2 separate regions of the Sus scrofa genome follow, and region 1 is linked to region 2. The links are chromatin contacts, called in public promoter capture Hi-C maps. All regions are on one chromosome and are shown on one strand. The core of a region is the stretch at or near the end of the contact, and the rest is flanking DNA. Distances in the headings are between cores, read along the strand shown. Region 1 holds the start of USP8 (ubiquitin carboxyl-terminal hydrolase 8). Region 2 holds the start of AP4E1 (AP-4 complex subunit epsilon-1).

The links. Promoter capture Hi-C pulls out the DNA fragments that hold promoters and counts their contacts.
Region 1: a promoter capture Hi-C map of liver shows a contact between it and region 2, with 7 times the contacts expected there. The contact joins the promoter of USP8 here to the promoter of AP4E1 in region 2. A contact is called at or near these places in 1 of 5 promoter capture datasets (liver) and 2 of 2 datasets of contacts at active chromatin or transcription factors (alveolar macrophages and skeletal muscle).

What each region holds. Positions count from the first base shown.
Region 1 is chr1:121,371,113-121,377,563 of Sscrofa11.1, reverse strand. USP8 (ubiquitin carboxyl-terminal hydrolase 8) reads left to right here and starts at 1,410. Exons shown (of 21, transcript XM_021095635.1): 1 at 1,410-1,567.
Region 2 is chr1:120,943,568-120,949,966 of Sscrofa11.1, reverse strand. It overlaps AP4E1 (AP-4 complex subunit epsilon-1), which reads left to right and starts at 3,922. Exons shown (of 21, transcript XM_001924871.7): 1 at 3,922-4,158; 2 at 6,276-6,347. The coding sequence starts at 4,009.

The DNA of each region.
Region 1 (6,451 bases), core at 161-2,660, 430 kb before region 2:
TTTATCACTTCATATTTCTAGGGTCTTCTAAGATTGTCTTCAGAGAACCCCAAATTCTTCCTTCTTTGTTTGGTTCCCACTCCAAACTCTGCTCTGGCTTTTTCTTTGCATACTCAAATTCATCAAGGTGCTCAGCAGACATACATACACACACAAAGCAAACAACCAACAACCAGTTTACTTTCTTTTTTTTTTTTTTTTTTTGTCTTTTTGTCATTTCTTGGGCCGCTCCCCTGGCACATGGACGTTCCCAGGCTAGGGGTCGAATCAGAGCTGTAGCCACCGGCCTACACCAGAGCCACAGCAACGCGGGATCCGAGCTGCGTCTGCGACCTACACCCCAGCTCACAGCAACACCAGATCCTTAACCCACTGAGCAAGGCCAGGGATCGAACCCACAACCTCATGGTTCTTACTCAGATTCGTTAACCACTGCGCCATGACGGGAATTCCCAGTTTACTTTCTTAAGATCCACCCTCAATAGCTGTGATTTTCCCCCCATGGTTATGAAATTTTTTTCTAAGGTTTCCTAGTTAGTAGTGGTATAGTATACTCAGGTGGTATAGTATACTTCATATTCTATCGGTTTTAAATCTCTTGGGAAAGTGTATAGCTTGAGTTTAAAAGAGTTACCATGTTTTTGCAGGTACTTCATTATGATGTAAAGGAAATTAACATTAATGGAAAGACTACTATATGTGACACATTGTTGCTTTAGGTGTCATTTATTCATTACAAATTTATTGAACACCTATTTGGTACACACTTTCACTTAACACACTTACTATACCCCGCCTTCCAGCTTTTCCATCCATTAGACACTTGGACTGTCCTTGGGAGCTTAGTGACCACGGCCAAAAACTCCAACCAAATTTGTTTAAATTTATGGTCTAATTGGAGTATTTAATCACCATTTCTACGAGCATACAAAGATCACCTTGTGAAAAAGTTCAGGCCTCTCGTTTAGTTTTTGTAAGACTAGAATTTTGGTTAACGTTTTATATGCATACATAATATGATTTTTAGGATCGTGTTCATTCTTCCCTTACCAGAGGCGAAACTTTTAGCCAGAATTAGAGGAAATTGAAATTCCTTTTCTTGTAAGCCCTACATCTCCAATTAGAAGAGGAAGAGACGTAGCTCAGGCGTTAAAAGCAGCCATGCTTCCTCCGCAGCAAAACCCACGATGCGAGTAACACCAGGGTAACAGATCTAAGCCCGAGAAATACAGAGCGCAGGGGATGGGCGGGCCAGCTCGCCTCAGCTCAGCGTAGCCTGGTCCGTACCCATACTGCCCATCTAAAACATCCGCCTCAGCCCTCCTCCGCCCTCCCATACCCTCTCACAGGCGGTGACCGGGATGGGAAGGAACTAGCAGTGAGAGCGCGCGCGCGCAGCCCCGCCCCTGCGTGACGTCAGAGCAGCGACGCGTCGTAACGCAGTGCAAATTGGGAAAAGGGGATGAGCTGGTCTGGCTTCCGTCGGGTTAGCGATTCTTCCTCGGTTTGGTGGGAGATGGGCCTTTGGCAAGGCGGCTGGCATTTGTGAAGCGCGCCGTGCGCCAAGGTGAGTGAGGGGTTGGATCCTGGTTTTTATTCCTCCGGAAGCTCTTCTCAGTGAACCCCCTTCCACCAGCTGCTGGTCACCCGGGAGACAACCCCTGTCTTCGGAGAAGGGTGGGACAGCTCGAACGTAGAATCCGCATTTGGAGGAAGGGCCCTACCCTGAGTCTTTGCTGGTGCCCACCTAGAGTTGCCCAGCGAGTTTCGTGTGGGCTCAGGTTTTCCGGTCTTAGAAGGTGGCCTTGACCATTCTTCCACCTTCTTGAACGCTCAGTCCGACTTTGACCTCGTCCCTCTTGCCTCTGTTTTCAGATTTTCTGCTGTTGGGCTATCTTCCCAGGCCTTAATACAACCTTCTAGAGTGTTTTCCAGTCCTTCCTCTGATCCTGTCAAACTTGGTTTTAGTGAATTCCAAGTAGGAGTTTAAAGAATCAATGAGCTCATCAAAACTAAAACTGCGACTCCCCAAGTAAAATCTTTTCTTTCCTAAAATGTGGCCTCTCTACTAGAGGTGTGAAACAAGTTAATTTCACCTCCACTCCACCTTGGAAAATACCAGAACCCAGAATTTAGACAGAAAGCTGCAGACCACACTTTTGGGTTTGTTTCTTACCTCCAGTACATTTTGTGACCTTGAAGCAAATCACTTAATCACTAAAAAAAATTTACCTGAAGACAGAGGTGTTGCAGAGCCTAAGGAATTTAATATTTGTTAAAGAGCTCTGAGGGTTTCAGATGTAGGCGATGCCGAACTGAGGATTTTACTTTTTCTGCATCTGCGAGCATCTTAATTTTTGAATACTTCCTACTGGAGCCATGAAAAATGTCAAGTGATTTTTGTTAAGGAAGTGTTCCTCTTCTAGGCTTGCTCTGTAGCTTTGCTGTGTAAGCAGATTTTGTATTTCAACAGATTCTGTTTGATTCATTGTTCAATGTCTTTCATGATGAATTTAGATAGTTTCTCAGACCCCAGAGTACTGGATCAGTTTATCTGAAAGGTGCCGTAGCTTGTGCTATGTCTTTATCATGTTGAAATGTGTATTCCTTTTCTTGTGACACATTAGATGCATCTTTTAAATTAGATAGTAAGGATTGTATAGTAAAAGACAACAACAACCTGTCATTAATGATATAAATATACATTAATTGCACACAAGTATTCATTGTAGTCTTTGAGAAAACAGAAAAACAAAAATACTTTAAAGATATCTTTCTAGAATTTAATTTTTTAATGTATTTACTTGAACTTTATCAATCATTATGGTCTTTATTAATGTGAATATAATGGGAAAGAACCAATATGGCTTTTGTAAAGTAAGAGTTAGCACATCAGATTTTTTTCCCATAAAATGTCTAGCACTATATTTTATTATGAACTTTTCTTCATGAAGATATACTTGGTTTTGTAGAGATGAAAGGGGGAGAAGTGTTCATCAAATATGAGCTGCTAATAAAATTAGATATTATTGAGTCTTTAAAAACAAATCTTGGTTATTGTCCCCACTGCCTATTACTGTATACCAAATCACTCTAAAACAAAGTGGCTTAAAACTACAGTTTATTCTCATGTTTCTGTGGGCTGAGTGGACTCACCTGGTTGGTTCTTAGTTAGGGTTTCATGTATTCGTCGTCAGGTACACAGCTAGGGTTGGAGTCATCTGAAAGCTCACCTGGGCTGCACATCCTAGATGGTTTATTCGCATGGATGGCAGTTGATACTGTCTGAGAGTTCAGCTGGAGATGTCAGTTGGAGTGCATGCACCAGTCTCTTTATGCATCTTTGACATGTCAAAGCATGGAGGATGAGTTCTAAAAGCAAGTATTTGAAGAGTCGGAAAGTGGAAGCTTTCTCTTAAAGCCTTTTAAAGCCTGGACCAGAATTTGGCACAGCATTACTTCTAACATACTCATTTGGTTAGAGCAGTAAGAGCCTTCCCCTTTGACCCTCTACCTTTTGAAGGGGAAAATGCCAAAGAATTTGTGGCCATATTTAGCATACCATAATTTTGTTGAAAAAGTTGTTTTAAACTAATGTTTGGATTTAACAGTAGATGAAGAATAAGTTACAGTTTTGATTTCTTTAGTCATTTCAGTGTACATTACAATTTTCAGAGCACTTTTCCATATGTATATTTTTTCATTTGATGCTTTTGAAAACTCTTTAGAAGCAGATGGATTTTTCCTGTTTTGCAGATGAAAATAAACTGGGGAATGGCAGTGGTGGTGTTGGGAGGATTTAAGGAATTTACCCAAAGTCACATGACAAAGAGTAGAAAATGGGACTAAGACCTATAATACTTTCATGATATAAAATTTATTAGTAGTAAATGATGAAATATTAAACTTATTTGCAATTATATATTTATAATCATACTAATTCCAGTAACACAGTACTTATGTATAGTGAATAAAGTTAGGGTTAAGATAGCTAAATCCGGGCTCTTCCAACACATTAGTTTAGTCTTTTATAATACTGAATTCTCTGAAATGTACCAGTAATGATGTGGACTTGCATATCTTTTTTTTAAGTTGAAGAACAGTTGATTTATAGTGTTTCAGGTGTACTGCACAGTGTTTCAGTACATATATGTGTGTGTATATACATATGCTTATTTATATGTGTTTCAGTATATGTATATATACGTGTGTGTGTATATGCTTATTTATATGTATTGGGCAGAGTGCTTCAGTATATATATATATACACACACAGACATACACATATATATGTATAGGTATGCTTATTTACATATATATATATAAAATCTTTTTCATATCTTTTCCATTATAGGATCTTACAAGCTGTTGACTATAGTTACCTGTGCTAAGTAGGTCCTTGTTTATTTATTTTATATATAGTAGTATGTATCTGTTAATACCAAATTGCAAATTTATCCTTCCCCCACCTTTCCCCTTTGGTAACCATAAGTTTGTTTTCTATGTCTATGAGTCTCTTTATGTTTTGTAAATAAGTTCATTTGTATCATTATTCTAGGTTTCTTGTATAAGCGATATTATATGATATTTGTCCTACAAGGCTTCCTAATATAGTGAAATGAAATTATATGCATTGTAATACCAATTTCAATGGCAGTGGTTTTATAAGTAAATTGAAAAGCTGTGAGTGTAGAACTCCTGAGGGTTTTATTTTAATTTCTTAATTGCAAAATTTTTAAAATGAAAATGATTCCTCATAATTTTGGTAGATTAGGAATTACATAACTTAACATGGTGATAGCAGCTGGAAATTGTCATCTTCCTATTGTTTCATTGCTTCTAGTAACATGCTTATATCCATTGTTTATGCCTATAGTTTTCTGTCTGGATTGCACATTTAGAATTCACCTGAGGAGCTTTATAAAAATACCTATGTGTAAGTCTTATGCTCAGAGAGTCTGATTGAACCATTAGGGATAGGTTCTGGGCATCAAAGTTCTGTAGGTCATTCTGATATACAAGTTCCCTGGTGTCTACTGGTTAGGACTCGGTGTTTTCACCACTAAGGCCCAGGGTCAGTCCCTGGTCTGGGAACTGAGATCCCCCATCAAGCTGCTGCATGCTGTGACCAAAAAAATTAATTTTTTAAAATTAAAAAAATAGGAGCTACTGCTACTGTGTAGTGGGATCGGCTGTGCCTGAGGAGCTGTGGGGATGTGGGTTTGGTCCCTGGCCCGGCACAGTGGGTTAGGGATCTGGCGTTGCTGCAGTTGTGGCTTGGGTCGAGACTGGTCCCTGGGAGCTCCATATGCTGAGGGGTGGTCAAAAATGACCAAAAAAACAAAAAAAAAAATTTTTTTTTTTTGTCTTTTCTAGGGCTGCACTCACGGCATATAGAGATTCCCAGGCTAGGGGTTGAATCGGAGCTGTAGCCGCCAGCCTATACCAGAGCCACAGCAACGCGGGATCCGAGCCGTGTCTGCAACCTACACCACAGCTAACGGTAACGCCAGATCCTTAACCCACTGAGCAAGGCCAGGGATCGAACCCTCAACCTCATGGTTCCTAGTCAGATTCGTTAACCTCTGCACCACAATGGGAACTCCGAAAAAAAAATTTTTTTTAAATAAAGGAGATAAAGATGGAGAAGAGATAAGAAATGAATCAAGGTTATATGTATAGTTAGACATCTGTTATGTAAAACAGTTACCCTTTGTGTTTTCTCTAGGAATAGCCCTTAATAAAATTGAAAAATTTTGGCATGGTATTTTAGGGCCTGTATTATGATACTTTGCTTTATGTTACTATTGTGTACTTATCTTTCATCTTAAGAGGTACAAACTATGTTAGGAAGTATATTCTTTATATCCCCTAAAGCCCCCAACATCCCATCTTGAACAGATATAGGTATTCTAAGTGTTTACCACATTGAAGCTAGTTTTTAATCACTCTTTAGAACTAGGGCTAGTTCTTTTACTGTTTTTCTTTTTAGTATTGTAGGAGCTTTGTAACATTGGAGTTCTGTTTTTCTTTGGTTTCCATGATACTGCACTTTCCTGGTTTTGCTTCATTCTGTGTTTCTTTCTTCCTTTAGGAACCATCCCTGCCCCCAAGTTCTGAGCCCTTCAGGTATCTTGTCACCTGTAGAGAATCAAAATCTCATTTCCTTGATGATTTGTTCTCCTGATTTTAGTTACTTGTGTAAAAGATGTTTATGTTTTTAAAACTGTTACAGCAGTTGCCTGGTGGCTCAGTGGGTTAAACAGGATCTGGCATTGTCACTGTAGTGGCTTGAAGTGCTGCTGTAGTGAGGGTTCCATCCCTGGCCAGGGAACTTTTACATGCTGTGGGTGCAGCCAAAAATAAAAAATAAATTTAAAAAACTATTATAGTTTTAAAATATACATAAAAATGAAGAGAATAGAATTATTTAAACTATCCTAGATAACAT
Region 2 (6,399 bases), core at 2,673-5,172:
ATCTAGTAAGAACAGTTCTTATGTATTGGGAAATTATCAAACTCCTGGTGGCAGATACATATTTTCCAAAATTCTAATTTTCACTTGACAGCCTGACATTTATCAGCAGTAATGAATATTCTCATTTTTTTCCTTCAAAGTGACAGGCTCACTGTTCATTTTCACAAACAACACTGTTAATTGTTATTTCAATTAAAATTGTATTACATGAAGAAAAATCTGGCTCAGCTCTCAAGTCAAACAGCACCTGTGCTTTTCCTTAAGAAACTTTGGTTGTGCATCAGAACTGCTTTATCTGTACTTCCCATTTTGTCACACACAATATTTAAAAGAAATATTCTCAAGGGTTTAGATTTAATAAAATTAAAAATTCTTACTGCTTGATTAAATATATTCTTTTGTGAAACTTATGTTTTTTTAAATTGTTTGTTTGCTTTTTAATGTGAGGATTTGGTGGTAAAGAGTACAGTTGGGAGCCCCTGCCTTGATTTGTGCCAAGGTGTCAACTGTTTTGCTCAATATTGCTTTTATACATTAGTGAAAATATCAACACAGTCTATGAGATTTTTAAAAAATTGTATAATGCTTTATTTCACACCACTTCAATTTATTGACAAGAATTTATATAAATGATCTTCAAGTATTCATTGGTGCTGACACCTGATAGACACAAGCAAAGCAACAAGTCTAGCTACATGTATACTTACATATATAATTTTTTTTGGTCTTTTTAGGGCTGCACCCATGGCATATGGAAGTTCCCAGGCTAGGGGTCGAGTCAAAGCTGTAGTCACTGGCCCACACCACTGACCTACACCACAGCTCAGGGCAACACCGGATCCTTAACCCACTGAGTGAGGCCAGGGATCAAACTCGCAACCTCATGGTTCCTAGTCAGATTTGTTTCTGCTGCACCATGATGGGAACTCCATATATATATATAATTTTTATCCATCTTAAAGGCAGTGCAATTCTGCAGATAGAATGTTAACTCAGTCTTTACGTTTGCAATCAAATTTCTAATTTGGTGAGTTACTGCATTTTTGGAAAACAGCACTGCCATGATTTAAGTTTTCATCTAGCAGTCACTCACTCAGTAATATACAGCCTTTCCTAGTCTCTCAGTTATCAGATGCCCTTCTCCAGTCAGTGCAATATAGTAACTGAATCTGTAAGGTACTTCAGGAGGTTTTTCATTTCTAGTTTGAAAAGTTGTACCATAATAGTATTTGAAAATGTTCTGTTGAGTAAGACAAAACAAGGTAAATCATCATTTTTAAAGTCAAGGAAAAGAAAGACGCTTTTGTCATACTTTCCTTTCTTATTTACAGCCTCATCTAGATTATTCCCTTTACCTGAGTCAGAATCCTTTGTTTTGATGTTAATGTTATCTTTTTCAGCATCTCTAGATGTGGGAGATTGAGAGAGCATGTCTTCTAATCTCCCTTTTGTGAGCCAACGAAAGAATCTAAAATTAAAAAAACATTGTAAGCAAAATTTTATTTTAGGATAAAATATTAACTCTAAAAGAATAACAGTTTCAGGTGAAATTTAACTATTTAGAAAGTTTTCAATAAATTAGGAGTCCCTGCAGAGGTGCAACGGGATCGGTGGCATCTCTGCAGTACCAGGACATATGATTGATCCCCAGATGGGCACAGTGGGTTAAAGGATTTGGTGTTGCCACAGCTGCAGCAGAGGCTGCAACTATTGGCTTGGATCTGATCCCTGGCCCAGGAACTCCATATGCCATGGGATGGACAAAAAAGAAAAAAAAATTAGAAAGTATTCTTGCAAAACAAGTAAACAAAATGAACTTTCTTCTTGTGTTTCTGCATAGACAAAAGTCAAGGATTTCAAAAATACCATTTATTGGATGATTAATGAGGACTGATTTAGCATAAATGAATGTCAACAAAATTCTTGCTTAGAGAGAAATGGAGAATTTTTTTCCAGCCAACCTGAGGATTAAAACCTAGAAGACAGTCTGTCATAGAGCTCTGGAAACTGTTCCAAAGAGGTAAAGAGGGAGGCCAGTACACATGAGACTTTGGTGAAGGGGTATGTGCAACCAAGCACTCATCTGGGTAAAAGGTTACTGCCATTTGCAAGGAACAGATATATTAGTAAATGGTTTTAGTGTTTTTCTAAGTGAAGAAGATGAAATAAACTGAGTTCATAAAATTTTCTCCTGAAAATATATAACTATCTGAAGGCCAGTTCTGTCAGTTTTCCAGAGCAAAAATGCCTCATCCTGATCTTTGCCCTGAGTTCCTTTCAGGGTATAATACAGGTCAGCAATTATAGCGGCTAATGATTTAATTTTTGTAGAAGTGAGTGGTGGGCAACATTTCTTTATTTCACAATCCCTTCTCTTTGTTCCTAATTTTAACCAAGGTTTGGGAGTCATTTTGTGACCAATTTGTCTCATGGTGCTGGGAATATCCATTCCCAGGTCAGACAATTATTTTGTGGATAGGACTGGCCCTGGTTAACAGCAGCCAAAAGCCTCTGGATTGCCTGTCATACTAGTCTGTTATGACACAGGAAATGGTACCCTTTTGTTGCTTCTTCCCATACCTAGAGTTACACTATTACAATCATTATCTTATAAGACTATATATTTGACCAATTGTTTCAAATCACCACTGAGTGAGGCCAGGGATCAAACTCATATCCTCATGTATACTAGTTGTATAAAATCTGACCCACAACAAGAATTCCCAGAGAAAATTTTTATGTTTAAATTTGTCTTGCCTCAAAATATGGATTTTATTTAATCATGAAGATAGCCTGTAAGAACACACTAGAGGCAGTGAGGACAGACTGAGTTAATCTCTGAAAACGCACTTGCTATACCATAAACCTTAGTAGGGTCTATAACACGCAGGAGTGGGGCTCAAGCTCACACTTCATCAGCCAACAGAGCCGTTGTAAGTCATCTATCCTCTTGAAAACTCTGTACACTTTAGAAGGATGACAATGAAAACTGTAAGTAACGTTTAGGTAGTATTATGAATATAGTTTTGGCTTTTTGGATCCTCTGTTAGGGACCCACAGACTCTCAGAAATCATCAAACCACATTCTCAAAACCACTGTCTTAGATTCCGTTCAAATAGAAGCCGGAATAACAGCAGTAAGATATCCTCTGTTTAGTGAGCTAAATCTTTATGTAGTGGCAACTGTTTCAGTTCTAAAATGGGAAAGAACTGAGCATTGCGAGGGGATACGACCAGGAGACCCATCCTTGTCTGTGAGGTCGGGAGAGTTTCCTTCAAGCTGCGACCTACCGAGCAGGAGCAGTCCGGGGGCGAAGGGTGGACACCCGACCACTTCCCTTTTTCCGCTGCCTCCCCAAATCCCACGAGAAGATGCACGGATGGGACGGGACAGTGGTCAAGAGTGCCCCTGCACGGCGAGCGCTGAACCCGACAGGATGAATCCCCAAGACAGTCGAGCTGTCATTCAACACCACCAGGGTCCCCAGCACCGCCAGGGCCAGGGGCTGCGCGTGACGCCGGGTCCCCGTGTCCACTCAGCCCCTGGAAGTGTGGTAGAGGGAGGTGGGCGGACTGCCTGGTGGTCTCTCAGTGAGGGACCGAAAGAGGGCCAGGAAGGTCCATCTCCCGGTGAGCTCTCGGGCAGCGCGGAAACTGCTAAAAGAAAAGCGAGACTTTGGCAGACTAAGTAGAAGAGGGACCGCCCGAAGCTGCTACCTCAGGAGGCCCCATGAGACACGGGACGCTGAGGTTGCCAACGAAACCCGGAGAGTCCCGTATTTCTCCACAGAAGGACAACATCTGCGCAGGCGCGACGGGCGGCCTCTCCGTCGTGGACTCCAGCGCCCCCCGGCGGCGTCTCTCGAGAACGACACTGTGCTTGTCCGTTCGGGACGCGAATAAAGCTTTTTTCTTCAAACAAACAGGAAGTGCCTACGGAGGCCGGGCGGGCGGCAGGGCCGGGGCTGGGCATGAGGCCGGGCGGCAACTGGAGAGCGGGCGGCGGCGATGAGCGACATTGTGGAGAAGACGCTGACGGCGCTGCCGGGACTCTTCTTGCAGAACCAGTCGGTTGGTGGGACCGCGGCCGCCAAGGCGTCATTCTCCTCCCGGCTGGGCAACCTGGTTCGCGGCATCACCGCGCTCACCTCTAAGCACGTAGGTGCCCTCGGGGCCGGGAGGTCAGGAGCGACCGGAGGAGGCCCCCGCGCTGGAAGGCCCGAGTCTGGTGGCGAATCTCCAGGAACGGCCTCAGACGGGGCTCAAGGAGCGTCTGTCTGTCATTTTCCTGCCCGGACTGACAGCTGGGAGGCTGGGTTTCCAGGGTTGGCCCTGACACTTTTTATCTGGAGCAAATCTGTAATCTTTGAGTCTCTAAATGTTTCTTGAGCGTTGAAGTGGAAAAGTAGAAATACCTATTTCATAGATTGTTTCGAGGATTAGATGAGACATCAAGCGTGTGAAAAATACCAGGTGCCATGGAAGTGTCAGCATTTTTCTTCTATAAAGTTTCTTTCCTACTCAGGTTCTTTTTCTCTTACAGGTCTTTCAAACTGCTACGTGTCATACGCTAAAACAGACCCTTCTGTGAGAACCTGCTGTTTAATATATTCGGGGAACTTGTAGTTCTTAGGTTAGACCAACAAGTCGGGCAAATAAAAAGCATAATTCTCCTCAAGTGTAGTATTTGCTGAGTAAGTCTCTGCTTAGATGGAAAAGGAGCGGTTGTAATGGAAGTAACTAAGTTCCCACAGACTTTTGATAGTTGCACCGGTTGTGTAAGATACTGATTCAGAGCTTCAAGGATTTTGTATCTTAAAAGATCATGTGATATGCCAGTTTCTTCAAAAGATATTTATGGAAGAGGCTATGTGTTAGAACCTGAGAAAATAGTGTAAAAAATGTTTCCTTTTCCCAAAGAATTGGTCATTCATCTCCACATAGACAAGTATAAGCAATATACAATGAAATATAAGTGTCAGGAGAGAAGAAAAGACAAAGAGGGAAAGAAGGTTTTCCTTCAAAGTGCTCTAAGGCTTTAAAATATCCTTTTTAAACTGAAGTTAGATGATACTGTACTAGAGAGGGTCTGCTTCACTGTCAAAAAACATTATTTGTGAACTTAAAATTGTCTTTGGGGTCTTTTTTTTTTTTGGCTGCACCCATAGCATGTGGAAGTTCCCAGGCCAAGGATCGAACCTGTGCCACGGCAGTGACAACACTATATCCTTAACCACTAGGCCACTAGGGAACTCTCAATATTGTCTTGACATTTTGTTCTTTGCTAATTTTTATGAGATAGCGAATGAGATAAGTTATTTTTGTTTTTCTTTCTTTCTTTATTTTGATTTTTAGGGCTGCACCTGCAGCATATGGAAATGCCCAGGCTAGGGGTTGAATCAGAGCTGTGGCTGCTGGCCACGGCCACAGCCATAGCAAACTGCTATGCCTCTGTCTGTGACCTACACCACAGCTCATGGCAACGCTGGATTCCCCATCCACTGAGCAAGGCCAGGGATCTAACCCACATCCTCATGGATACTAGTCAGATTTGTTTCTGCTGCGCCACTATGGGAACTACTATTTTTGGTTTTAAATTGCAGCTTAAAACTGTACATAAAGTATCTAAGTGTGGCAGTACTTCACTGGTAATCTTGGTTAGTCACCTAATGGGCATCTGCCAATCCGACGTGTAAGTTAAAGATAGATTTATATTGGCCACACTTGTGGCCAATAGTTAATGCAGACAGGAGAGGTGACCATATAGATATATTTACTGTGTGTGTGAGAGATGGGAAGTGAGGGAAAGTATGTGAAGAATAAGAAGAAAAAGGGAAGAAAAATACAGGTTAATGGAAAAAGATCAGTTTCTGTTTCTGTCATCTTACCCTTTTTCTCTTTTCCCTGAAGAAGGAGGTGTGAGAACCTTTTTCCTGGGCCACTACATGAAGAATTTCTTTTCTACTTTCTCTCCGTTGTTAATTTTTTTTGGAAACCTTTTTTTGTTGTTGTTAAATCATCCTTAGGGGAAAAGTAACTGAGTGAAGAAAAGAAGAATGGTGGGTTAGCCTGGAAATATTTTTTCTTTTCAGGAATGATTCTGAAGGTTGGAGAAATGCCTTTAGGCAAATCTTAAGCACATAATTTTTATAACTCTCCTTAAAAATAATTTTTCTTTTTTATGGGAAAATATCATGTTTTATTTTCCCATGAAAAATGCTGTTACAGTTTAAAAAGACAGTTATTCATGCATTTAAATATTTTACCTTTTTCAGGAGGAAGAGAAGTTAATCCAGCAGGAACTGAATAACCTGAAAGCAATGGTTTCTGCTCCTACTACAACTCTGGTGAGTTTGCATAGTCAGTGCCAGCACATTTTGAATTTGAAATTTGGTCAAC